3 separate regions of the Mus musculus genome follow, and all the other regions are linked to region 1. A link is a contact called in public HiCAR-type and promoter capture Hi-C data. All regions are on one chromosome and are shown on one strand. Each heading gives the region's core, a stretch centred on a gene start, on an enhancer-like site or on the middle of the called end of the contact. The rest is flanking DNA. Distances are from core to core; before and after follow the strand shown.

Region 1 (2,855 bases), core at 125-2,624:
CCTGCCTGGTCCTGCCCCTCTCCCTGACAGTTTGCTCTCTGCTCTCTTCTTAACTACCTTCCTGCCGGAGCTGTCCAGAGAGGGAGACTGAGGACCCAAAGGAGTCCGGGAGAGAAGGTGGGGGTAGTAATAAAGACACAAGTAGCACCCCCACAGCTCCTTGGTGGGGTGCTGGGTTTTTTAAAAAGGGGGGAGGAGGGGAGGCCGATGGACCCTGACTTTGCAATAGAAACAGCACCTGAATCTACCTCCTCCCTTCCCCACCCCCGAAAGCCCAGTCACTAACTAATAAAGCTAAGAAAAACCCCTTGAAAACTTTTCCAAACCGGAAGAGACGGCTTCTCCCCGGGCCCTGGAGCTCTTGGGGAATGGGCTGGAGTTGGCAGCCCCGTCGGGGATCGCGGGGAGCGGGGTGGGGCGCGGCGCGGGCGAGGGGTGCAGGGGCGGAGTACCTTGAACGGACAGGAACTGGCAAAGAGTTTCGAGCCAGCCGAGTGCTCGCCCCCCGAAGCCCTCGGGGGTCCCGGGCGCTAGGACCGGGGCTCCCCGGAGAGAAGGCGGCCTCCAATTCGGGCCTAAAAGGAAACTTTCCGGGCCGCGGCTGCACCTGACTCCTCGCCGCCCCTCCACCCCACGCCCGCCAGGCCGCCCGCCCCGCCCCGGCCAGGCCGCCCAGAGCGCCGTGGAGCGGGGGGGATAAACAAACCCAACAGTTACCGGAATCCGGGGGGCCCCGTCTGCGCGATGCCCGGGGACGGGGTGCTGCCGCACGGTCCCCACTCCGAGGCCCCGTCGCCCCGGTCCCCGCCGCCCAGCCCTCCGTCCCGCGGGAGAGCTTGGGGCCGGCGCAGGATGCAGCCCGCCCGCCCGCCCCGAGGCCCCGGGGGACCCCAGGGGCGCGGGAGGCCTGTGGCGCGGGGGCAGGGCGCGGCCGCCGCGGGGCCCGAGGCCTAGGGCGCCCCCCCTTCCGCAGCACTCCTGGGGCCCGGCCCGCGCAGGCCGCGCCGCTCGCCGCGCTCAGGCCGCCGCCGGAACCCCCGCCGACGCTGCCCGCGGGCGTCCCCGAGGCCCCCGGTGCCCCATCCCCCGCCACCCCAGCGCCGGCCCCACTCACCCTTTCATTCTCCGCCCGCGGCCTGGCGTGGGCCGGCGAATCCCCGGCCTCACGTAAGCGCGCTCGCCGCCCGCCCTGCCTACGCGGCCCAGCCCGCCGCCCTACGGGAGCCCGGGGATGTGGGCCGGGCCTGGGGCCGCCTCTGCTTACCTTTCAGCTGCTTTTTTTTTTTTTTTTTTTTTTAATTTTTTTTTCCTCCTTCCTCCCCCTCAACCCCCCCTCCCTCGCCTAGGCTGACAGATCAGAGAGGCGCTGGCAGTGGACTTAGGGAGCTCGGCTGCTACTGCTCCCTCCCTGGGCTTCGGCAAGAGTCTTTCCCTGTCTAACACGAGGGGTGAGGATCATATTTTTATTTTGGAAACTAAAAAGTGCTCCCAGGGTCGGTGATCATTAAGGGGAAATCCCTGAATATACTCTCCAGCCAAGAAGGCAGGGCTGCCCGCCTGCACTAGAAGAGGCAGCAGCCTCCTACAGCACCACTACAGGCACCGCGAGGACATAACACCACAGAGCAGTTCCTCTGCCCTCCGAAACGACAACTTTCCTACCATCTTGGAGGCAGAGGAGAGAGGGGCCAAGGGGAGAAGTGCACCGGCTCCAGCCAGATAAAGTCCAAATTTCTACCTCTCATCGCTGGAAAAAAGCCCATACTTGAGAAAAAGCAGGGAAGAAACAGAAAGGAGGTCGTGTGCTCCGTGGTGGGGAATGTTTCTGCACCTTCTGATGGAAAGAAATCTTTACAAGACACAGGTTTTACGATATTATTGTTTTCCATGTTAACTTTTTCCATAAGGGTGACAGTGGCAGCTTACTTTTTTTTTTCTATTTTTTTTTCTTTTTTTCAGGCTAATAATGATTTTTCTCTATGGCAGGTCCAAGTTCTGTATCTGGTGGCCAGTCTGTAAATTGGCACTTGAGAGACTTAGAGGTCACGGTATTGTCTTTATTTAATGCTCGTTTATGTTGTATGTATTCGTACTTATGGTTTCATGTATTAGAGGTAAGATTTTGTGGTTTTGGTATCTGAGGAACTGAGGCTGCTGAGAGTCAATTGTAAAGAGATGGCTTTTGTCTTCTCTCAGAGCAATGTAAGTAAAACCTATTGACTGCCCAGAAAGGCATAATACAGCTGTTTATTTTTCACGGTGCAAATAGAAGTAGTGTGTATTTAAACTCTCAGGACAGCTGAGCAAGCCAGTTCATCTATCAGCCCAAGAAGAAAGATGACTCCTATAAACCTAGCAACAGATTGAAAGATGCCTTGGATTTTCTTCAAGTAAAATTATTTATTAAGAATTATATCTAGAATTCCATTTCTGTTATTTTCTTTTAGTTTGCATAGATTGATGAATGTCTAGGCCTTTGGTACATTGCATACTTTGCTGCCTGCTTCTTGGAACACAGAATTGAGGGGTAGGCTTCTCTTCCCTAGTGTTGGAATGTTCAGAACTTCCGGTGTAGTGTCAGCCTGTTGAGCGACTTTGTACATTGCAAAGATGTAATAGGTTTACTTTTTTTAAGTGATTTTTTGTTTTATGTACATTGGTGTTTTGCCTGCGTGTATGGCTGTGTGAGGGTTTTAGATGCCCAAGAACTGGACTTACAGACAGTTGTGAGCTGCCATGTGGCACTTGAGCTGGGTCCTCTGGAAGATCAGCCAGTGCTCTTAACCACTGAGCCATTTGTCCAGCCCCAGAATCTCCTCCCTTTCTTTCTTTCTTTTTTTTTTTTTTAATGAACA
Region 2 (2,855 bases), core at 135-2,634, 2.7 Mb before region 1:
TCTATACATAACTATCCCCCTCCACACACTTTAGGCTTCTCTTCTTTTTCCACACATAGTTAAACTCAGCTACAAACCCCAGCTCTCCCTTTTGTTTTTAACAAGCTTCTCACACTTAGAACATTCACACTAAGACAGGTGTTTAAAGTGCTGAACAATAGATCCAGGTGGACCACATCATCATTTAAAAATACTGTTTTAGGCTCTGCGGCAAAAGCTCACGCATATTGGTAATGTATTTATCATAAAGCCAACGTAACAACACAGGGTTTACTCCACAAATATGTGAGCGAGTGCATTTGATTTTTTTCTAGGAATGTATAATCGTTCCCTCATCATCTGAAATTTGATCACAGGAGGCCAAGTGACAGCAAGAGCAATAAAAGTTGAAACCACAAATCCTAAACTCTAAACCCCTCTAAGATGGTGGGTGCCCTTTGGGTTTCCACAGAACTAACAAAGATTGTGGTCTTGATATCACAGAAGGTGTCAGTTTTATTTATTTTTTTCAAGTTTCACGGTGTGGGCCAATCATATTTATGAAAAAAGATTAGATATCTGGATAACAAGACCAGGATGAACGTCCTTGAATTTGTAGTACTTAATCTGAAAAAAACGCACGTTTGTCATTGTTCGTTTAATCTTATTCATGCTACAACCATGTGAATAAATAAAATAGTACCAGCAAAACCACCATCGAAATTTTAAAAAAAGTGAAGTGAGGAGGAGGCCCAGGCTGGGCAACCACAGCATGTGGCTGTAATTCCAGTCAGCCCGGTCTATACAGGAGACCATGCCAAGAAGAAAGAGAGGACAGGACAGGGGACGGAAGGGAGTGAATGAATGAATGAATGAATGAACGAACGAATAGGTTTGGGACTAGGTAACTGCAATTTGTAAAGAAGCCGATGAGGTTCAAGGTGGTATTTAGAGCTGCCTGGAAGTTCAGTGGCTCTGCCTGTTCGGATGAGGTGTTATCTTTCACAGAGCTTGTGAAGACACTGTGTCCTCTCCCTAGGCGAGCTTCCTCAGGCAGATGACCTCCGCAGGGTTCCGGCCCCGGGTGAAGTGCAGAGGTGAAGATGGGGGGCGGCGGCGTGAAGCAGCAGGGAGCAGAGGTGCATTCCCGCCCGGCTAACAAAGGCTGCTGAGGACTCCCAGACCCAGGAAGGCCGCGCGGGGCCGAAGGGTTAACCCAGAGCCCCGCTCCCGCGCGCATCCCGGCCCCCGCCCTCCCGTCGCTAGGAGACGCCGGAAGTGGGGGAGGGGCGGCGCGGGTGGGAATCTTTTTCGGGCGCTGGGGGCGGGTGGAGGGGAGCGCGCGTGCGCGCGCCCGTCGCCGCGGTGACCGTCCTCGCGGCCCGTCGGCTCGCGCCCCGCCTCCATTCCCCTCCGCCCCCTCCCTCGTCGCGCGCCGTAGGGTGTGTGTGGGGGGGTAGCCGCTCGCTCCTCCCGATTCCCGCCGCGTCCGCCGCTGCTCCTCCTCTCCCGGGCGTCGCGGCCGCTGCCTCTGCGGGCTGTATGAGGAGGAGTAGGAGGAGGAGGAGGAGGAAGAGAAGGATGTGAAGATGGCGGAGCTGCAGATGCTGCTGGAAGAGGAAATCCCGGGGGGCCGCCGGGCTCTCTTCGACAGCTACACGAATCTGGAGCGGGTGGCCGACTACTGCGAGAATAACTACATCCAGGTGCGATGCGACGCGGCCCCTCGCGCGGCTCGGCGCGGCAGGACGCGGGCTGTGAGGGGCGCGCGGGGCGATGGCGAGCGGGGGAGGCCGCGCGGTGCTCGGTCCAGGGAGCCGCGCCGGGGTAGGGACAGGGCGAGGGCGGCGGCTGCAGGGAGCGAGGGTCGCCACCAGGCCCCAGCAGCCCCGTGCGAGTGACCGGTGCGGTGCCGTGCGGTGCGTGGCGTCCCGCCCCCTCGCCTCTGCCCCGTCGCCCCCGCAGTCCTCTCCTGTCAGTGTTCCGGATGGCGGGGGAGGTGGCGAGTGGCGTTTTCTGTCTAACGGGATCTTGCTCGATGGCAGGCTTGTGTGACAGAGGGATAGGTTACCCCCTGCCCAAATTCCGAGGGACCCCCTTTTTATTAAGGGGTCCTTTTTCTGCAAAGTGAAATGCCTCACTTCTCCATTCCTGCGAATGTACCCTGAAGACAAAACAAAAATTCTTAACCCTTAAGTTTAAACATTTTTAAAATGTAAAAGGGGCATGGTGGAACGGCTGTCTCTTATTGCAAGTTAATACCATTTTTTTTTTCTCCTCCCTGTGGAGAATGGGAAACTGATAATGAGCTGCCTTTCCTTCTCAGGTCTCGTTAGAATAGGTAATTTTCCTTTGGGGAAAAAAGAACTATGACTATTTTCACAAAGAATTAGGGAAACGAACCACATGGTTTAGTTTTTTTCCCATGATGATTGGTTTGGCCCAGGGACTTCAGTGTATGTGTGTGTAGGAAGGTGAGAAGTGTGTGTGGGGCGGGGCATTGGTGAGATGAGAACCAGCTGGTCATGGGATAAATGTAAAAATTTTGTGAAGCAACACTTTAAAAATTAACTCATGGTATGCAAATCCAGTATCTCTTGTTTTCCGTAGGGCTTATACTGAATTACAGGTTGTGTCTACATTTTTTTTACTCCCGTTTAAATTCTTTGGATAAAATGGAATGGAAGCGTGATGCTTAAACTGTTAGCTGTATTTTAATGTTCTTGTCCCTACTCCCGTCCCTGCAGATATCCTTAACAGCAGTTGTATTGAAAACATTCTCAAATCTGAGTATGAATTGGAAAAAAAAAAAAAACCCCAAAAAACCAAAACAAAAAAACCCAGATGCTGCAATTTATAGGATCTTAAGTTTTTTG
Region 3 (2,855 bases), core at 232-2,731, 2.1 Mb before region 1:
GTTGTGTGTAGTCTATGAGCAGTCATTGAGAGGCCAGAAGAGGACACTGGGCACCTTCCTCTATCATTCTTCCTGCTGTTCCTTGAGACAGGGTCTCTCATGGAACCTGACACTCACCATTTTGCTTAGGCTGACTGACAAGTGAGCTCTGAGGATCCTCCTGTCTGCCCTCCTGTGGTGTTCTGTGGTTACAGGCATGCACAACCACACCCAGGTTTTGCAAGGTTGTTAAGGATTTGAACTCAGGTCCTTATGTTTGACAGCAAGTGCTTTTACCCACTGAGCCATTTCTCATCCTCTTTACCTTTAAATTATATATATCATATATATATATATATATATATATATATATATATATATATATATAATATATATACCACATATATATTATATTATATTATATTATATTATATTATATATAATATTATATATAATTAATTAAGATATATTTCATATAAAATTTAGGTGGCTGTAAATAAATTATTTGCATTATTGCCATTGCTACTGTCTTTTTTCTCTTTCTGCAGAGACAGAGATTTTTATCAGGCATCTTAGCTTTCTTGCTTCATTTGCACCATACATGCAGACAGACTCTCGAGTTTCTACAGATGACTGTAACTTAGAGAAAAGGGGTTAAGTCACTTTAAACCTGACCCTATCATTTATAAAATCATAATCTACAATGAACACCATATAAATATTATTTCTCATATTCCAGGAATATTCCTCTTTCAGATGTTTTAAAATGTCATTTTCTTAAAAACTTTCATTTATTTTCTGTCCTATTTCAAAGGCCTTACATCTCTGGAGTAAATAGCCCTGACAAATGTGTCAAAATATGCCTTATTCATAATTTGTGTTGGATCCTGCAGTCCCCAGTAGCTATTGATATAGAGATCTGAATGAATTGCTTCTGAAAATGATGGGCTTTGTGTTTCTAACCAGAAAGAGGGTCACATTTTCTTCCTGCCTTCATGATCAACAAAAATCTGTGAATTAAGCATCCACCCTACAAACGGTAATGCTTTCCACCCAGCAGTGATATGAATGGTCCATGAAGTCCCTAGAAGCACAAATGACACATAAATAGCTTTGAAAATGAAATCCATCCATCCATCCATCCATCCATCCATACATACATACATACATACATACATGCATCCATTCATCCTTCCATTCTCACATCCATCCATTCACTCATTCATACATGCATGCATCCATCTATCCATTCATCCATTCATCCATCCATCCATCCATCCATCCATTTATTCACACATCCATGTATTCATTCACACATTCATCCATCTAGTCATTCATTTACGCATCTATCCATTCATACATCACCGGGTACTTGCCATGCAGGAGGCGCTGTGATAGCTCTCCAAGTAGAAGTGGATGATAAATGTGACACCACATCAACCTCCACAAACCCACTTCCTCTCCAGAAAACTGAAAACAACTGAGATCACGACTTCACTGACACTTTTGAGCACTGGAGGAGAAGACTGCAACTGCTCCTGGCAGACATGAAGCCGTACTTCTGCCGTGTCTTTGTCTTCTGCTTCCTAATCAGACTTTTAACAGGTGAGTGGCCATCCATAGCTCTTATTGAGTTCTACTTCAAGAGAACATTAAGAAAAATCTGAAGTAGAAAAATTAAGTAAAAATGGAAAATGATTTTATTTTATTTTATTTTATTTTATTTTATTTTGTTTTTAACAAGCACAGACAGTTTCAGAGGCACTGAAGCTCACGGCTCAGGGCGTCATGCCCGGTCAGCGTGGATGTCAGTGCTTCTTTTGATACTGTGTTTTAACATGAAAAAGTACATTTCAACAGACCATTAAAATTTTAAATTACTTGTTCAAAGTTACCTGACAGTGTATAAAGTAGGAGAGTAGCTCACTCTTTTTAGAGAAAGATGAAAGGCAAGATTATTTGTGTCAAAAGAATAGAAATTGAATAGCCCTGGAAATCCTTCTATAGTAGAGAAAAAAGTGGATGACTTCCAAAAGGAAAATTTTGACTTTACTCTTACCTGGTTGGTCCTAAGTCTTAAATGTACAGTCTGCCATAGGGTTGGTGGTTTTTGTTTTGTTTTGTTGCTTTTTATTTTTGATTGTTTTGTTTTTCAAGACAGAGCCATACCAATCCTGGCTTATCTTATAAGGCTTTTAGACACTAGATATGAAGATCACCCCAAATGTAAAAAGGGGGAGAAAATGACTGACAGCATTCACTAGTCCCTCTAGACCTTAAACATTCTGGAATCTTTGACTCTTTTTCGTGGGTGACATTTATCAGACTCTACATGAGAAGTTTAAAGAGGGTCATGTGCAGTGTAAGTAATTACATACAGTCTTTTGCTGCTTCTTATTATATGCACTTACATACTGTTCTTGAAATTGGGATAAGTGAAGTGAAACATTAAGTGGTGGGAAATGCCTTTAATAGGAGAAGCAAAAGCAGAATGCTCAGTGGTATAAGTCCATCTGGAAATGCATTTTTTTCAGTGGTAGAAAGAAGGAGACATTACTTTTCTCTCCAAAAAGAAGTCAAACCTAAAATTGGATTTATTAAACATTTAGTATTGTGCTGTTTCAAAGGCACTCAAATGTTCTTAAGAAGGATGAAGAGCGAAGACCTTGTTGTATTTACCTGGAAGAAGTACTAAGAACAGCTCTGGGCCAGATGTGTTTTCTACTCTGCACGCTAGTTTTACAACCCCCCTGAAAAGCTTAGCAGCATACGTGAAACAAGAAAAACCATGGCAGGGAGATCCACTCATTTACTCATCCACTCATCCGTTCATTCACGCATCACTGGACACTTGCCATGCAGGAGATGCTGGGCTG

Evidence for each region. HiCAR-type assays count read pairs that join an accessible place to other places. Capture Hi-C pulls out chosen DNA fragments and counts their contacts.
Region 2: a contact with region 1 is called in a HiCAR-type map of astrocytes, with 7 times the contacts expected there. The contact joins the promoter of Abi2 here to the promoter of Ino80dos in region 1. A contact is called at or near these places in 2 of 39 promoter capture datasets (hippocampal neurons and stem cell-derived epiblast-like cells), 3 of 115 datasets of contacts at active chromatin or transcription factors (astrocytes, cardiomyocytes and embryonic stem cells) and 2 of 9 other capture datasets (adipose tissue and liver).
Region 3: a promoter capture Hi-C map of adipose tissue shows a contact between it and region 1, with 4 times the contacts expected there. The contact joins the promoter of Icos here to the promoter of Ino80dos in region 1. A contact is called at or near these places in 4 of 39 promoter capture datasets (cranial neural crest, hippocampal neurons, liver and 1 more), 1 of 484 Hi-C or Micro-C datasets (CD4 T cells) and 1 of 9 other capture datasets (adipose tissue).

The regions. Positions count from the first base shown.
Region 1 is chr1:63,113,097-63,115,951 of GRCm38.p6, forward strand. Ino80dos (INO80 complex subunit D, opposite strand) reads left to right here and starts at 1,375. Exons shown (of 4, transcript NR_045915.1): 1 at 1,375-1,448. Ino80d (INO80 complex subunit D) reads right to left here and starts at 1,171. Exons shown (of 12, transcript NM_001114609.1): 1 at 1,115-1,171.
Region 2 is chr1:60,408,235-60,411,089 of GRCm38.p6, forward strand. It overlaps Abi2 (abl-interactor 2), which reads left to right and starts at 1,385. Exons shown (of 12, transcript NM_001198570.1): 1 at 1,385-1,685. The coding sequence starts at 1,569.
Region 3 is chr1:60,976,433-60,979,287 of GRCm38.p6, forward strand. It overlaps Icos (inducible T cell co-stimulator), which reads left to right and starts at 1,482. Exons shown (of 5, transcript NM_017480.2): 1 at 1,482-1,584. The coding sequence starts at 1,527.